2 separate regions of the Pan troglodytes genome follow, and region 1 is linked to region 2. The links are chromatin contacts, called in public Hi-C maps. All regions are on one chromosome and are shown on one strand. The core of a region is the stretch at or near the end of the contact, and the rest is flanking DNA. Distances in the headings are between cores, read along the strand shown. Region 1 has its middle 69 kb from the start of SLC18A1. Region 2 holds the start of LPL (lipoprotein lipase).

Region 1 (3,209 bases), core at 141-2,640, 170 kb before region 2:
TCAGAGTATAGTTATAAGGACTTCTTCAGCTCCTTCTTCAATAATCTAAGAAGCTTTGCTGAGTGCTTCCTGTAGGTAACAAACTAACATCCACTTGAACACAGGAAGTGCATTGTGATTCTTTTTCCCGATGAGGACACAGCAGCCCCACTGAGTTAGGTATCCTGTCTAACAATCTCACACCCTTATTTTCATCAGCTGCTGTGATCTCTGGGCCACGTAAATTTCTAAGTGGAGGTACAGTGAGTTCCTAAGAAGCCAGGCCTTTCCTTGTCTCTGCTATTAGAGCTGTGTTGCTATAAATTTCAGAGACAGAGTCAACATCCCATCTCGGATGGAGGGGAGGAGTGGAAAACCAGCCCTCAACTTTTTTGGGGTGTTTTTCTTTCCCATGTTGTAGTAAGCATGCTAAGAAAAGATAAAGTTTTGCAGATGTGAACTGATTGGAGAAGAAAACTTGTTCTGTAAAATACACATATTGTTAAACCTCACTAATTCTGTTTTAATTTCCTGAGAAATCACAGTGGATCAGATGAAGGATGAATTGATTTATGATTGATTATAAAGGAAGTGTGGTTCTTGCTGTTGTTAAAAACAGCAGATGTATTAAATTTAAAAGAGTTTTAATTGAGCAAAGAACAATTCGAGAATCGGGCAGCCTCTGGAGCCAGAATAGACTCAGAGACTCCAGCGCAGCCACATGGTGGAAGAAGATTTATGGACAGAAAAAGGAAAGTGACTTAAAGACAACAGATGTGAGGAACAAACAGGTGGATTCGTTACAGCTTGGAGCTTGCCTTATTTGCACACTTTGAATAGATGGCCACGTTTGATTGGCCAAAACTCAGTGATAGGCACAAAGTAGGCTACAGTCTGTTTACACCTCCATTTAGGTTATAATTCATGATGTATAGAGAAACCTTTAGGCTGATCATAAAATGCGTCAGGAGGTAGCTTTAGGCCAAACTTGATTCAACACTGGGAAGAAGTAATGTAAACACGATGGCAGGTTGGAGATTCAGAATACTTCAGAGGCATGAAAAGCCCACGTAAGCATTGTCAAGAGTAAGAAAAACCCATTAAAATCCAACTAAGTCAACAATTTCTATTTATACGTTAAAGACTCAAAAGGAGTTCTCTCAAATGATACGTTTAGAAAATGATTTTAGTTAGAATACAATTTAAAAAATATAAAACTAGATCTCTTGAATTATATTCAGAAACATACTTTCTCACAAATGTAGACAGGCCTTTCCTCAATTGGTCTGAAATGCTGAACTGGATTGAATGAGACAAATCCCTATTTGAGTGTCAGTTCCTGGGAAGGATGCTAAGGTGGGTACGACCTTGCTCTCCAGGAGAGGGCACTATCCTGTCGGGAATTAGAGAGTAAAACAAGAGAAAAAGAAGTTACTTAGCAAAAGACTTGAAATATTATCTGCTTTAGTCAGCTCAGGCTGCCATAACAAAATACCATAGCCTGGGATTCACGTGGAGAGATGAGTCTCAGCAGGGGTGGGCAGATGCAAGCCTACTGAGGTGACAGCATGGCCACTGGCATTCGCAGGGCCCCAAGGGACCCCAGAGGCCCTCTCAATGACTTGGGGAGGTTTTATTAATGGGCTTGGCTTCAGAAAGCTAGATCCAGTTATTTTGTTTTTGTTTTTAATTTTATGTCTCCTCAAATTCCCTTTACCATGGGCATAGTTTTGAGGTGGTGGCAAAAGAGGCCTTCAGGTCTGTGCTTAATGTTTGCTTTGTAGAAAAACTCACTGGAATGCATCAACTCTAGATTATAACACATGAAAAGTAGAAAATCTGTGCTGGGATGTAAGCAGACTCCAGAGATGATCAGGTGAGGCAAAGCGAAATAGGCCATGCCTGCTAACAACTGCCCAACTTCAAGGAAATAGAAAATAGAGGACAACATGATGTTGGCCAAAACTTGTCCATCACTAAGGTAGCAATAATATCCAATCAGGCATAGCATGTGGAAAATACTACAGAGTAGGCATACTGGCTACCATTGATCAGGGCGATCATAGTATCACCAGTGGTGTGCCAGAACAGACTGGTGAAAGGTACACCATGCCAAATTTTTCTCGAAAAAACCTTGCTAGAGCTTATTTTTTAAGAAAACAGAATAGGCTGGGCATAGTGGTTCACGTCTGTAATCCCAGTACCTTGGGAGGCCGAGGCAGGCAGATCACGAGGTCAGGAGTTCGAGACCCGCCTGGCCAACATGGTGAAACCCCATCTCTACTAAAAATACAAAAATATTAGCCAGGCATGGTGGCGGCAAGTGCTGTAATCCCAGCTACTCAGGAGGCTGAGGCAGGAGAATTGTTTGAACCTGGGAGGTGGAGGTTGCAGTGAGCCGAAAGTGCCACTGCACTCCAGCCTGGGTAACAGAACGAGACTCTGTCTTCAAAACAAAACAAAATAAAAACCTATAGATTGGATGGCCTACATTCTGGAGGCTGGAAGGCTGAGAGCAAGGTGCCAGCATGGCTAGGTTCTGGCGAGGGCCCCCTTTCTGGCCGGCAGATGGCTGCTACCACTCCACCTACTCCTGTGGACTTTCTTTAGTATACGCTCCTGGAGAAAGGGAGAGAGAAAGCTCTCTGGTATCCCTTCTTCTAAGGGCACTAAGTCCATCAGACCAGGGTCTCATCCTCCTGACCTCATTTAATCCTAATCATCTCCCAGAGGACCCATCTCCAAATATCATCCCCTTGGGTGTTAAAGCTTCAATATATAAACTTGGCAAGTGGGGGACAGAAGCATTCAGCTCCAAGCATTATCAAAGTTTATAATTGCAGGAGATTGATTGAAGTGAGAAAGAGCGAAATGTTTCTGAAACAGTTAAAGGGAAGAAGTGGGCCCAGGAAAGTGCTGTGGAAGCCAGAGTTTGGGCTGTACTACTTAGAAGGGACTGGGTTTCAGTCAGGCATCTGACTGAAAGGGAATGCGTCTTGGGAAAGACAGAAGCAGGCATTTTGAGGAAAGCACAGGTATGCTAGGGACATTCAGGCCACAGACAGAGAAGGGGGAGGAATGGCAGGGTGAAAAGCCACCAGGACAGAAGTGTCAGGTTGAGCAGAAAAGAAAGCTAAGGAGGAAGAGGTGGCTGGGTCTGGGTTAAGGGACCCTCAGAGTCTCTAATGGGTCAGAGGAAGCTGGCTTCCATCCTACTGGTAGAAGGGAAG
Region 2 (3,621 bases), core at 62-2,561:
CAGGTCTGAGACATTCTCATTTGGCCCCGAGCGCCTGGACCCCAGCGAGCGGGCGGTTCCCTGGCGGCGGTGACCACCGTTGTGCTCGCTGCCTCCACGCGGCGCCCGTCAACCCCACGTGCTCGCAGCCGCGCGGCGGGGCCGGGCGCCCGGAGCTGGCCTCAGCCCCCAGGACAGAAAGGGTGGCCAAATGCAGACCTGGCAACCCCCGAGTCGGCGACCACAGATTGCTGGTGGCTGCGCCACGGTTTCGGGAGGGTCAGCCCCTCGCTGGGTTCTCAGGGCACTAAGAAAAGAGGCGCATGCGAGCCTGGAAGCTGGAGAGAGTCCCGGGCTCCCCAGAGCGGGTGGGACGCCGCGTCCCCAGGACTCCGCGCCACGCGTCCTTTCTCCACCCCGACACCCACTGCCACTCCCACAGCGGAGCGAGGGGCCCCGCCGAGGGCGAGCGTGCCCCGTGCGGCTGAGATGCCCGGAACGCCTCCCCGCGCCCCGGCTTCCCCAGAAGGGGCCACAGTCGGCCCGCGAGTCCCCGGGCGGGGGCTGAGCCGCAGTGCCAACCAAGCCGAGGTCACCTTGGCCCGCGCGCCTTTCATTCCAGAGCCCCTCCGGCAGAGAGGTGACTGCAGGTCACCGCCAGCCGGGCCCTTACTCCCCGCCTCCGCCGTCCCGGCCCCCACACCCCGGAACCTCCCCGGCGGAGCCTGCGCGCCCGGGAACGCGGTCCCAGCCAGAGTGGAAGAGATAGCGCGGGAACCCGGCAGAGAGAAAAAGCGGGAACTGGGCGCCGCCGCTTCACGATCGGGAGGAGATTCCCTCCCGGCCCCTCCTGGATCCCACTCCGGGGACCGTTTCGGGGCTAGAGCCCAGGCTGGGAGAGTCCCTGGGCGCATCCACTGCCCCTTCCAACTTCCTTCTTCTCATCCTCAGTTCGGGTGGCAGTGGCCACCCGCCGGGTCTGCAGGTGGAGGGGAGTTTGCGCGCAAAACTTACGGTCGGCGGCGGCCACCCCTCCGCGGGAGGCGGTCAGACTCTGGAGCCACACGGCCAGAGTCAGCACGAGCAGGGCTTTGCTCTCCATCTCGGGGCGCGTCCCTCTGGAGGAGCTGCAAGGCGCGGACCGACTGATGAGCCGGCTGAGCCGCAGGCTGGAGAGGGCTGGAGCCGCGGTTTGGCGCTGAGCAAGTCGCCCTTTAAAGGGGAGGGCAGGGCAGCTAGAAGTGGGCAGCTTTCCCTTGAGGAGGAGGAAGAGGGGGAATCGAGTCTGACACTGTTTTCACGCCAAGGCTGCTTATGTGACTGGAAATATGCAAATAAACCTCATCACCTATTGGCTATAAAATCATAAGTTGGGGGGAGGGCCCTAAATTCACTTCTAAACGTTTGAGCAAACAGTAATGAGGCTCAACCCTGCCAACGAGAAGAGGGGGAAAGGGCAGACGGAAAAATTTGCTTTGTTAGGCTCCTGTTCGCTTAGCTTAAGGGGTTCCACTCTACCCGGGGCCCCCTGTCTAAGCACCAAACACAGGTTTACATCGATTCACGTTAAATACTCAACAATCAGCTGTTTTCCAAGGAGGGAAAGTTTAGCTGTTAAATTACATTTGATAGGCACTTTAATACACCTCTCTTTTGATGAATCCTGTTTGTCACTTGCAGTCCTCCCTCACTCACCCCGCACCCCATCCCCACCCCCGCAAAGTCAATGTAGGGATAGAGGGACACACATTGCGTCCCAGCTTGTGCTTGTACAATCTGGTGTTTTAACATTGGCAAGATGGATCAGCTTATGTGATGGAGAAAAGCCTACTTGCTCTAACTAGTTTCTAATTTTTGTCTCATGCAAATTATTCTCAATCCTCAAACTCATCAAGGAATGCAAGGATAATATTTTATGTTCAGAGGCAGAACATCGAGGTCAAATAATCTAAAGCCGTATTGAGTTATGATAAGTGAAAGAAGATAGTCACAAAAGACACATATTGTACGATTCCATTTAAAGTGTCCACAAATAGACAAATCTATAGAGACCAAAAGTAGATCAGTGCTTGCCTGGGGCTGGGTAATTAATAGGGGAAGGGAAGAATAGAGATTTGGGGGTAGTTGATGACAATGTTCTAGATTACATTATGCTGACGCTGCACAACTCTGTAAATATACTAAAAGCAACAGAATTATGCACTTTCAATGGGAGAATTATATAGTGTGTAAATTATAAGTCAGTAAAGCTATTTTTACATGGATAAGAGGCATGCACATAAAATAAGAAAAAAATAACATTAGATACTATGCTTTTCTGCCGAAATGCTTGGAATACTTTTAAATATCTTTTTAAATATAAGGGATTTACATTAGCCAGGAAGGACAATGAAGTGTATCCCCAACCCCCTCTCAGTTTATGGCTGAGAAACTGGCTCATCAAATCAGAACCTCCAATCTACTATATTTATGGTCTGAATATTTTTAATGTCCCCTTTTATTCATCCCACCCTCCGTCACACACACACACAAACATACAATGCACAATTGTAGGTTAGAACAACGAAATGCTTTTTAAAAAACTGGGCTCACTTTTTAAGTTTTTCTCAAAAAATGAAATAAAAGTTGATAATACCCAAATATTTCAAAGGTCTCTATTCTGCACAACAATTCTATCTTTAAGTTGATGCATTCCGTGCCACAACACACCGTCTTGTATTGCAATTATTACACAATATACTGTGCACGTTCACTCTAACCTACAAAGTATGTAGAGAATCTTGAAACCTGCCAAAAATTAAACTTCGCAGAACTTTAGAAGTGGCAGAACAGACCATGCAAGGGATGAATAACTATGATGTGGCCGTCCTCCAAAAATCATGTAGTAAACTCTAATTTTAAAAAATGACAGAAGATGAGTACAATTGCATTGGATGTGTTCATGGTGTGAATGGCATATAAACAGACGTGCAGAAATGCCTGCTATCTTATATAGAATACTCCTGCAGCCTATTTTCATGCATAAATGTCCTTTGATAAGACAACCAAACCAAACTGCACTTCTGTGCCTTTCAGAAAACTGCAAGGAGATTTTATGTAATTGCTAAGGGAAAGTCTGATACTTATAGCGTATTTTTAAAATGATTTCCCAGGCTAACCAGATAACAAAATTAAAGCACTCAAGAGTTGGAGGATATGTAATATTTAAATATGAATCCAGTTTGGAGTGAACTGTGCCATTAGCATGTCCAATAGAGTGGCTGAGATTTCCAGGAAGACTTAATTTACAGCAGCTTAGCCTGGTTAAAAAAAAAAAAAAAAAAAAAAAAAAAAAGCAAGACAGGTTGGCTCCTCTCCCAGGGCCAGCGCGGAGCAGGTGGGTGTGGCGGCAACGCTCTCTCCTGATTGGCTGCACTGGGAGCCATCAGGTGCCCGCCTTCTAACGCAGAAACTCACATGATCTCTAGGTCAGGATTGCATGTGCATTAGTGAAGCGACTCATCCAAACTTTGGCGAGGTTACTCGGCCTTCAGTAGCTCAAGGCTTGACTTTTTCCATAATTGGCATTTCCTTTGTAACAAACTAAGTTTTAGGTGAGAAGAAGCTAACAGTACCCCTATAGCAGGACACTTGCCACTGGGA

The links. A called contact is a pair of places that touch in the nucleus more often than the background predicts.
Region 1: a Hi-C map of induced pluripotent stem cells shows a contact between it and region 2, with 2.1 times the contacts expected there. The contact joins the enhancer-like site here to the promoter of LPL in region 2. A contact is called at or near these places in 2 of 7 Hi-C or Micro-C datasets (induced pluripotent stem cells and stem cell-derived neural progenitor cells).

The regions. Positions count from the first base shown.
Region 1 is chr7:28,421,027-28,424,235 of NHGRI_mPanTro3-v2.0_pri, reverse strand. No RefSeq gene overlaps it. Among named protein-coding and RNA genes, the nearest start is that of SLC18A1, 69 kb to the left of the region's middle. Within about 2 kb of position 1,390, at least 1 of the 24 cell types and tissues checked has an H3K27ac peak or open chromatin away from gene starts, as enhancers often do. A contact at or near this core is called in induced pluripotent stem cells, where this site is marked.
Region 2 is chr7:28,245,961-28,249,581 of NHGRI_mPanTro3-v2.0_pri, reverse strand. LPL (lipoprotein lipase) reads right to left here and starts at 1,311. Exons shown (of 10, transcript XM_001149804.8): 1 at 994-1,311. The coding sequence starts at 1,081.